2 separate regions of the Manis pentadactyla genome follow, and region 2 is linked to region 1. Evidence: chromatin contacts called from public Hi-C data. All regions are on one chromosome and are shown on one strand. Each heading gives the region's core, a stretch centred on a gene start, on an enhancer-like site or on the middle of the called end of the contact. The rest is flanking DNA. Distances are from core to core; before and after follow the strand shown. Region 1 holds the start of CCDC90B (coiled-coil domain containing 90B). Region 2 holds the start of DDIAS (DNA damage induced apoptosis suppressor).

The links. Hi-C and Micro-C count contacts between places; a contact is called where the count stands out from the background.
Region 2: a Hi-C map of blood shows a contact between it and region 1, with 4 times the contacts expected there. The contact joins the promoter of DDIAS here to the promoter of CCDC90B in region 1. A contact is called at or near these places in 3 of 3 Hi-C or Micro-C datasets (blood, fibroblasts and skin fibroblasts).

What each region holds. Positions count from the first base shown.
Region 1 is chr9:32,077,761-32,082,487 of mManPen7.hap1, reverse strand. It overlaps CCDC90B (coiled-coil domain containing 90B), which reads right to left and starts at 2,667. Exons shown (of 9, transcript XM_057507181.1): 1 at 2,249-2,667. The coding sequence starts at 2,348. LOC118917520 (a long non-coding RNA gene) reads left to right here and starts at 2,839. Exons shown (of 4, transcript XR_005026833.2): 1 at 2,839-2,977.
Region 2 is chr9:32,346,817-32,352,182 of mManPen7.hap1, reverse strand. It overlaps DDIAS (DNA damage induced apoptosis suppressor), which reads left to right and starts at 1,880. Exons shown (of 5, transcript XM_036895503.2): 1 at 1,880-2,032; 2 at 2,342-2,470. The coding sequence starts at 2,358.

The sequences.
Region 1 (4,727 bases), core at 1,418-3,917:
TACATTGTAGATTCAACGGTAAGGCTGTGGTTTTTAATGACGTGCTATCAGGATATGTCCATAAGGGAACATAGGTTCTCACCGAGAATAATCAAGAATGGCTATTTGGAAATGATGCTAGAGTTACAGTAAATCTTAAGGAGGAATTACCCAGGCAGGGGGAACGGAATGAACAAAATTCACCAGAGCATAGGCTGCCTTTGCGATTCCTAGCCTGGGTTATTTACTATGGGGATGAGGAGGGCAGAGAATACACAGGACCTGTGGAACACTTATTCCTTATATGGGCTCAAATAGTCATGTAATCTTTTGCTAAGGCCTCACAATCCTAAGAAGTATGTGTTGACACCCTCTCTAAAAGTAGAATTTGGAGGGCACTCTTCTTTGGAGGAAATAGGAACTGGAAAAGCCATTCGATAGCCATTGTAGGGTGTCATGATCACTGTCCCGACCGTGTCATGAATACTTAAACTCATAAGCACTCTTAAGAATATGTCTTTGCAGGCATATTAATGGATAGAGGAGATGAAGCAACTAGAATCAGTGTTTCCAGTGTAGGGTGGAGTAACAGGTCCTTAATACCTTAAAAGTTCCCAGAATTTACACAAAACCCCAAGTCCTTCCTTTCATTGTTACTTCCTTTGATATGTATCTTATGGTTTTTTTAAAGTGGGAAACAAACTCAGTCCAAAGCCTTTACCAGCAGCATAGAGATACTAAGTTGTGTATCTTGGATTGGAACTCTGGCCTACACTGCACAAGCTGCCTTTGCTGGAAAAGGCCAGATTTTACTTTTGATAAAACATGTAAAATTGTGTCTCATTACATCTGAACTGCAAGTTTTATATTAATTTACTAACATTAGAGCTGCAACAGTTCAGTGACATGCTGGTTATTAATATGTATTTCTACATGCTGGTCTGTTGACATGTGCTTTACTAAATACGTAAGAATTACCAGGATTAATAAATTAAACTAACACAGAAATCTCTGGGCTCCATCCCTGGAAAGTGATTCAGTAGTTCCGAGGTAGGGCCTAAGATCCGTACCCTGCAGTTTCTGATGTTCCGCTAAGTCTGGGAAGTAGAAATGAACTAGGAATCCACCACTCTTGCTAGTAAAACAAGACAAATGACATCACTTTCTTGTGCCTTCTTCTATTCAACTTTAAATAGGGAATTGGACTAGATAATAAAATTGAGATCCATCCATGGGTCAGAGATTAAGGTTTTGTGAATTCCTTAATTACTGGCATTATTAGGCAAGTTTAAACTACTTGTACATATTAGCTGTAAGGGGCTACTTAAGATTTCTCCAAGAACACTCAGATTCAAGTAGGGTAATTCAACAAGTTAGGATATTATCATTTCCTTTTGGTAATGTATTTTAAATATGATAGATACTTCAGTTTACTCTCTAAAAATAACAGCGTTTTCATCTGAATATGTAAACAAACATATCTCTAAAAGTTTACAAAGACAGGATAAAGATTGGGGTGATATCCCAGGCATCAAAAAATGACCTCCTTTGGCACGGTTCACATGGCACTAAAGATTTAAGAGGATGAAGATGCCAGAGGTCAGTATGAAGTGCCTACTCTGTGGGCAGTCTTGAAGAGCTTAAAACTTTGGGAAAAAAAGATTCTGGAAATGTCTCTCAGAATAAAGTCAGATACTGCTAACGGGGGTGCCAGCCAGTTCAACATTTGTAGGTTCCAGCATGTTTTGTTTTTTTAACAGCTTCTATGTGATTGTAGAGTACTGAAAATCACAGCGATAATAAAGCGGACCTGACATGAAACGTATGCTGTAGGCCACCAAATACCTGGACTCGAGGGCAGCACTAAATGACACTAAGTTTGAACAGGCCACGAAAGAAGTCAGGCCTCCCCGAACTCGGAGGACATAAGGTTGCTCCTCTCACACCTACGAGAGGGCGGGGATTATAAACCTCATCCGGTAGAAAGAAGAAAAGGCTCAGATGGCAGCCTGGCGGGGCTCCTAGTGACGGCGCCAGGAGGGAACCCCGGGCCTTCAGAGGCTCGCTCTCCAAAGAGGAGGGCGGTCCTTTTCTCAGTCCTCCCCCTTCCCGCCCAGCTCCGACGGGGCGAGACCCGGCAGCGGGGTCGCCAGCACAGGGTTGGGCTGGGCAGGCGCCCTCGCGTCCCGCTCGCCCGAGCAGGCAGGAGCCACCGGCATCGCCTCTTTAAGGGGCACTCAGGCATCGGTGACACGGAGCCTTTTCTCACCTCTCCGCAGGGTGGGCGAGAAACAGCCGCAGGGACTTGACACGCGGTGGCCCCCGCCGCCTCCAGAACACAGGAGCCGCCAGCCCCACCTACTCCACATGGCTCCGGTTTCTGGGGGCGGGAGGAGGCCGAAGTCTGAAAGAACTACGCTCAGGCTTTCGAGCCCCGCAGTCCCAGCACCCCGAGGATGCTGGGAAATGTAGTTTCCCGCCCGTTACGCGCACTCATCCAGCGCAGACTCGACTCGCGGTCACGCAAAGCCTGGCCTCTTCACCGACGCGCTAGCAGCTCACTAGCATGGCTCAGAGCTGATGCGCCTCTCCCAGCGCCCTTTCCAAACCCGTGCACGCTGTTACCACCCTAACAAAGCGGGATCTTGTCTGAGAAGCTCTCGGCGCCCATTTCGTAGCAATGAGGCACAGCCAGCTGCCACTAAAGCTCGGGTCCGTGAAACACAGACCCTATCCCCGACCGCACAGCAACCTGGGAGCTTACGTCCCCGCCGCTGAGCGTTCCGGGAGATCGCGCACATACCTTCTGGGAACTGTAGTCCAGCGAGCCCGTCATCCTTGAAGCTTCCTGTCCTGCTGCTTCGCCCTCTTCTGCTCAGGAGGACAAACTTTAGTTGATTTAGGCTCTCTCTTCAGGGAAACGGAATTCCTCCGTTTCTAGCGTGGACCCGCTCCTCATCAGTATCCCTCTCAGACTTCACAAACTTTGCTCCATCAGGTAAAACGTTCAGAACACACAGTACTTGTGTGGTTCAAATGTGCTAATATATTCTTTGTAAATCCTTTGTAAAGTGGTACACAATCTTTGAGTTTTAGTGGCTTAATTATTTTTGCAAGGATGTAAACGGTTATCACGGGATTTTCCTACCTGTTTTCAAAACTTTGTGAGGTCAGCTAGGTAACAAGTACCATCTAAGCACGGAGGCACATTAAAAGAACAACGCCGGATTCCTGCCAGCGGGAAAAAAAAAAAAAAGTTTAATCTCACCAGTCAAAAAAAAAAAAGCAAAACATGGAGACATACCATTTTTACCTATTAAAATGAAAAAGAAAAAAGAATTATCAATGCTCATAAATATGCAGTTAGATAGGGTCACTCACAAGGCTGCCAGGAGTGTTAAGTCAGTATAACACATTTAGAAAGCATTTAATAATACGTGCGAAACCCTAAAAACTGAATGGACAGTTTCACTTGTAAGAATCTATCCTAAGAAAAAGTAATCATATCCGTAAACTGAGATTTAAAAAAATTATAATCCTTGCAGTGTTATTTGTAATAGTGAAAAATTGGCAATAATCTAAGTATTCAAGATGATTCAGTAACTTGTAGAAATGTTGCAAGTTGGAATATTATGCAATTATTAAATATTAAAGAAACAAGTGACAGGAATATTCTTGTTATTTATGTAAATATATGTGTATATATATATAAATTAAGGATATATTATATAAGAATATATATAATATGTAAAAATAGATATATATCCCAAGTATGATTATAATTCTATTAAATGATATAATTGATCCCCATTCTGGAGGAGCTCATGGCCTACTTACTGGAAGATACAGACCTGTAAGCAGGACCACAAAATTTGTACTTAGCTTAAATTAAGTGATCTTTAGGAAAAAAAAAGTACCTCTTTATATAGTCATTTGTACTGGCTATAATTTATATTACTATGAAACTCCCCAATACAAATACACAGTGTTGATTAGTCACATGACCAAATCTGGGCCAATCATACTCTCTTTAGAAGAACTGGCAATTGGATTCAGGGATTCTAAATCAACTTCTGAAGCTGGATGCAACTACAGCAAGTGAATTTGGGAGTTGAGACGATCATATTCTGCCAAGTGGGCTGGAGAAGTACAGACAGGCAGATGCAGGGATAGCAGATGGAGGGAGTCCAGATGGTATTCAGCTAATAGATTTAGCCACGCTCTGAGGCCTCCCTAATGCTCCCCTGTGTTTCCAGACTGTCCACTGTTGCTATTATTTACTTAATTAATAAAATTATTTTCCCATAAATTTGTTTTATTTTCCCATAAATGCGTTGAGAGGAACAAAGGAGATAATGCATATAAAATACATAGCACAATACATGTCACATATAAACACCCAATAAACAATAGCTATTTTTATTAATAATGCCCGTTGACTTCACTCAGTGTTGAGAGTAAATTGACCTCTCATGCTTCTGCCTGCCTCTCGTGCCAGGCCTTCTCTGCCTGTTATGGACTCTCTTTAAGGAAGTTTGTGTAATGAATAGCCTTGGGAAATAGAGTCTCCCTCTGAAGCAAAAGTTCTCATGCTTATTGCCTATTATAAAAGATCTGTGTTTTTTTTCTAGTTCAGAGTTCTTCTCTATAATGCAATCCATGGCACACTTAGGGACACACCTGGGCCTATCTGCATCACCTCCCAGGGGCTCAGGGGCAAAGGGAACTAACGCAAATATGCTGATGCT
Region 2 (5,366 bases), core at 631-3,130, 270 kb before region 1:
AGATGGTCCCTTTACAATCTTACCCTGGCTCCAGAAAAAAAACATTGAACAGATCAATTCACTGTAATATGATAAGTGATAAAAAGTAGGGAAAACCTGGAAAAGAAAGCTTCCTGGAGAAGACCCCTGAAAAGAATCTTAAAAAAAAATAAACATTAGCCAAGAGAGTGAAAGAACATTTTAGATGGAAGGAAGAGTGGGAAAAAAAACCCCAAAGGCACAGAAATGTGAAACATACTATGGCAGGCAGTGTTTGGGAGTACGGAGGAGAACAAAGAACACAGCTCAGATTACTTTTTTGTGCGCCATTTAGCATAAATTACTAGTACATAAAGAACAAGGAAAAGAATCATGGAAACACATGAGGGAGAATAAAATCAAATACAAAATAAACTAGACAAAACAAATAGTAGGACTAACAAAGTACAGTAGTATAAGATTTAGAAAAAGAAGAAAAGCCATCCTATAGAGAAAGGTCTTTTTAAGGGGGCATTAAATGAAAAATGAAAATCCTATTGTGTGGCATATACCTACTCTTAAAAATTTTTTTCTTAAATTGCAAGATTCTGCTTATGGTTTTTCATGTGTTCAATGAATATTTATTGAAAACTTACTTCTCCTGAGCACTGAATAATACAGCACAAGATAGATTAGGTTCCTGTCTTCATGAAACTTTCAGATTAGTGGGGGTAGAAGAAATAAGTAAATGTATATATTACGTGATATATGATGCATTTTCATGGTTTCATATATAGTGAACATGGTTAGTACCATGAAGGAATAAGATGGGTAATATAGAAACTATGAGGAAATGGGTGTCTACTTGAAATTAAAGTGGGGCCTTCTTGGGGGGTAACATTAAAGACTGAAGGATGAGAATGAGCCAGGTATTTGAAGAACTAAGGTATTCTAGACAAAGAGAAAGGTAAGCACAAAAGCCCAAGAAGAGATACCATTTAGGGTATTTGAGAAGCATGGCTTGAAGTACAGTGACTAAGGGGGAGAGTGGTACAAGGGAAGGTCAGGAAGGTGGGGTAGATGACCTAGGGCCTCAAAGGCTACTGTAGGGAACTGAGGCTTCATAAGCAGAATTTTAAGCAAGTAACATTTTCTCTGAAGGGAGCTTAGCCCAGATATATGTCCCCTAGTGCAGAGGTAGATGTACCACCATATTACACCCTCCCCCAAATTGGACTTTTTAGAGGATGTGTAGAGGGAAGATGCCTTTGCTGGCACACATTCATCACTTTTTGGGTTATTAGGGAACCTGAGGTTAGTAGCACTAATAATGTGTTCAGTGATCTTTCTTTCTGCCTTCCCTTTGTATCCTATACCACCTAATCTTCCTTGTCCTTAGAGATTGCCATGTAGCCTAAGATGATAACCAAATCTAGGAATACATATGTGCTTTTGGTAGAACCTTACTAATCATGTATACCTAAGGGTCCCATAACAAGGATAACAACAGAGAATTAGGCAGGATTAATTTTTTTACTTTCTCTATCTTCCCTTTAGTAACATAGAAATCAGTAATTCCATTTATCTTTCATTTTTACAAGTTTCTATCTTACTACTCTAGGTAGCAAGATTTTATTTTCACAGAAATACTGTTTTGATTAATAAGATCTCCCTTCTGTAGTTACCACACTTCTAAATTTTGACCATCCTTAGGAAAAGCCATACCTAAAAGATTGTTGAACATGTACACAGACTTTCATTTCAGAATATTTATATTATGCTATAAATAAGATCTATTTTTAAAATTTTGATAAACCAACAATTGAACTTTTAAAAAGAAAGTATGAAAGCAATACATTGGTATTATTGCTTTACTTCTCTGATGTTTTTCACATAAGGATCTGAAGCACTTTGAACTCTGACCTTGTAACATTTTGATTTTTCTGTTTGCAGAACCTGAGTTTTTTTTTTCTCTTCAAGCTGTATAAAAATGTGCACACTGAAATCCAATGAAGTGATTTTCTCAGCTAAAAAGAGCCATTACCCACCAATTTAAGTTCTTTAAAAGATTCATGTAAGTTCATTCCTATTGATGGTAGAAACAAATTCTATTGATAAAGATGTGAAACAAGCTAAATGTCTTTCTTGAAGATGGAGCATTATTCAAAAACAGAATATTTATTTGAGCTACTGTGTTTTAAATCTTATTTTCCTATTAAAACATTTAATTGAGCAGAAAAAGAGAACTAGTTTTCCAGTACATTAACACTGCAAAAAACATCTGTTGACTTTGTAATGGAGGTTAAATGGTTTTCCTAAGAAATGAATTATGTACCTACAATTAAAGACTGGCCAGTCATCCCCATGGCTTTTTGTTTTGCAGGCCACAGTGAGAACACATGAATGGAAGAAGAAAATTTCTTCTTGCCTCAGTTCTTGCTCTCCAGAATTCAAGTTTTATATATCCTTCATGTCAAAAGTGCTTCTCTCGGGTAATTCTCATCTCCAAAAGGTAAAAGTAAAGCCTGTAAGCATGAGAGGAAATTCAAGTGTCTGCTGTAGATTCCCCATGGCTAGAGGACGAGTAAGGATTAAGTTCGCCACACCAGGACATAAGGCTCTTTCGGGTTGGTTATTCTGTAAGTCCTGGAGTAGAATTGGCTAGTAGTCCTCTGTTGCTAGAGGGAAGTAAGTCCCTATCCTGTTAGAAAACCACAATCCATTTCTGGGCTAGCCCTGGTATAGTATAGGGGTTTTTTGTTGATTGTTTGCTTATTTTTGCCTGATCCCTAGCTTATTTTTTAAATAAATAAAACTTCTTGAGAACAAGGACTTCATAGTACTCTCTGTAGCCTCCAGAGGCTTGGATAGTGTTTGCACATACTACTATGTTATGATACTGAGATGCAGGCCAGGTATAGCTGAAAGCCTACGATTCTTCTCTGATCTTGATAGAGTACAAAAGAGGGATTAGGGTTGGTGTTCTTTAAGAATACTTTCTCTCTGCCAGAGGAGAGGGAGGATAAGGATATATGTAACTACCTCATGGTGTATGAGGAAGAGTAATTATGCCAGCAATATTCTTAACTAGTCTTTTTTGTCTAGTTAGCATTGAATGGAGAGGAATTGGCACCTGAGCCCACATCTAGACCCTAAGTCATCCTTCCAGTAGTTATCATTGTTCCTTATTAAGCCATTCTCCCAAGTAACTCATTTGTGAACTCTGAGAGACTCTGTTTTTGCTATTCATCATTAAATGTACAGCCTAGGATCCAGTTCACAGAAAACGCAACAGATGTTTGTTAAATGAATGAGTAAATGACAGTATGATAGTGTCTCGAGTCTGAACTTTGATCACCCATTTTCAGGTTCCTTTCTATATGAAAAAACTAAAACTCGGGCTATTTACCTTTGATCAGGATCCATTCTTAGAAGAATTGTGTGATATAATGGAGCTATTTCAAGCTTCAGAGATCCTAGCCGGGTTGCAGATAGGCTCTGACACTTGATAGTTGTATGATCTATGGCAAGATACTTCTGTGAATCTACTCACTTTAAAGTGGGATAATAATACCCACAAAGTTACAGATAATGACCATACATGACATATATTAGGATTTCTAAAATGGAAATACAAATCTATTTATATAAAATACAAATCTAAGTATACTTTACCTATCGCAGTATAACATGGTGATTAAAAAGCATAATTGTCTAGAGACAAACTGCCTCCCTTTTTGGAAGCCAGGTTCCCAACATTGCCACTTAAAGCTGTGTGGCCTTGGGTAAGTCACTTAAATTATCTGGGCCTCAAAATGCAGAGAGTACTATCTGCCTCTAGGGTTGTTGTAAGGATCTAATGAGTTAATATATATGAAATGCTTAGAACACTGTGTGATACATAATCAGTAATATATAGATGTGAAATATTTTTAAAACTAGGTTTTTTCCCAAGTCTTTTCTTTTAAAGACAATCTGCCACAAAATTAGGTTGAACAGTACTGCCAAGTATCTCTTTAGACTGGTAATAACAATAGGTAACATTAATGAATATTTACCATGCACTGGGTACTATGCTAGGAGCTTTGTAAGACTTATGTCTTTTAATACATAGTCCTATGAGGGAATGCTATTGTTAATACCAGTCTTCAAAAGAAAAAAAGCTTAGAAAGTTTAAGTAACTTGCCAAAAATCACACAACCAGCTAGTTAGTGGCAGAAACATAGTCAAGCCTAAACAGTGTAGCTGCCATCTACATTCATAATCACTATATCACCTCCAAATTAGCACTGGAATTTGTATCCAGAATGATATCTCCCCCTCTCTTTCCCAAAGCTTAAGATGCCTCAAGAAACCAGAGCTCTGACTGAGCCATTTAGGTACTAAAACCCACAGCACTTGGTCCTTGCCTGTGGAAACAGTCCTTGGAAATACAACCTATTTTATATGTATAGTACATTGTCAACACACAAGAAAATCTATTCCCATAATTTCCAGTGCTTATCTTTTCTGCAGTTATTTCTTCTTTCCTTTTTCCTTACATGGAGTCAGTTGTAAGCCAATGCAAGGAAACAAATTCCTCACTTTTATTTCCTACTGCTGCAGCACAGCAAGTTTAGGATGGGGATTCCATACTCTAGCCTTTGCAGAAGATTTTAAAGACACTGAAGATAAAAAATGACTGCTCCGTAAAGACTGAACCCCAAATCCTTAGCAACAACCACCAAAATAGGTGCTTTGTGTTTTATACAGCTAACTTTTTCATTTGTTTAACCTCCGAGATTAATGCAGTGGTGGTTTTCAAATTATATTCTACAGATCCTTAGCGCTCCATTGAGGTGCTTTTAGAGGGAGAAAGGACTTAGAGAAGTAATAGTGCTGACTAGTAGGTAGGGCTTGGGGGTCCCCCAATTTAGTTTCAACAAGAGCTCCATTCTCATCCTTACATAGGGTTCCAAGTTAGATTTTATTTGAAAAGGGATTCCATGATATAAAGATATAGACAAAAATATTTTTTAGAATGTATAAAATGGCCCTTCATCTGAGATTATCATATTCATATATATAAATGCATACATATGTCCTTCTATATGGGAACATGGTAACCTTCTCAGATGAAAAACCAAACTATATATATGACCATATATATGATTTTGTGTATGTATATGTACTTCCAAAAATTATGAACAATTGAGGGGACTTAATTATCCAGGTGAACTACCCACCCAACCCAAACAGATATAAGTTGCCTTTCTAGATGACTTAATGGGACCCCTAGGCCCTTTAGTCTAGAAATCTGTCTCTAACACCAACTTTTCCCATCTTAACATGGGAATCATAATTCAGAGACTACCTAAACTCCCCCCAAACACCCAAAAAGTCTGTATCATTTACTTTAACAAGTAAAA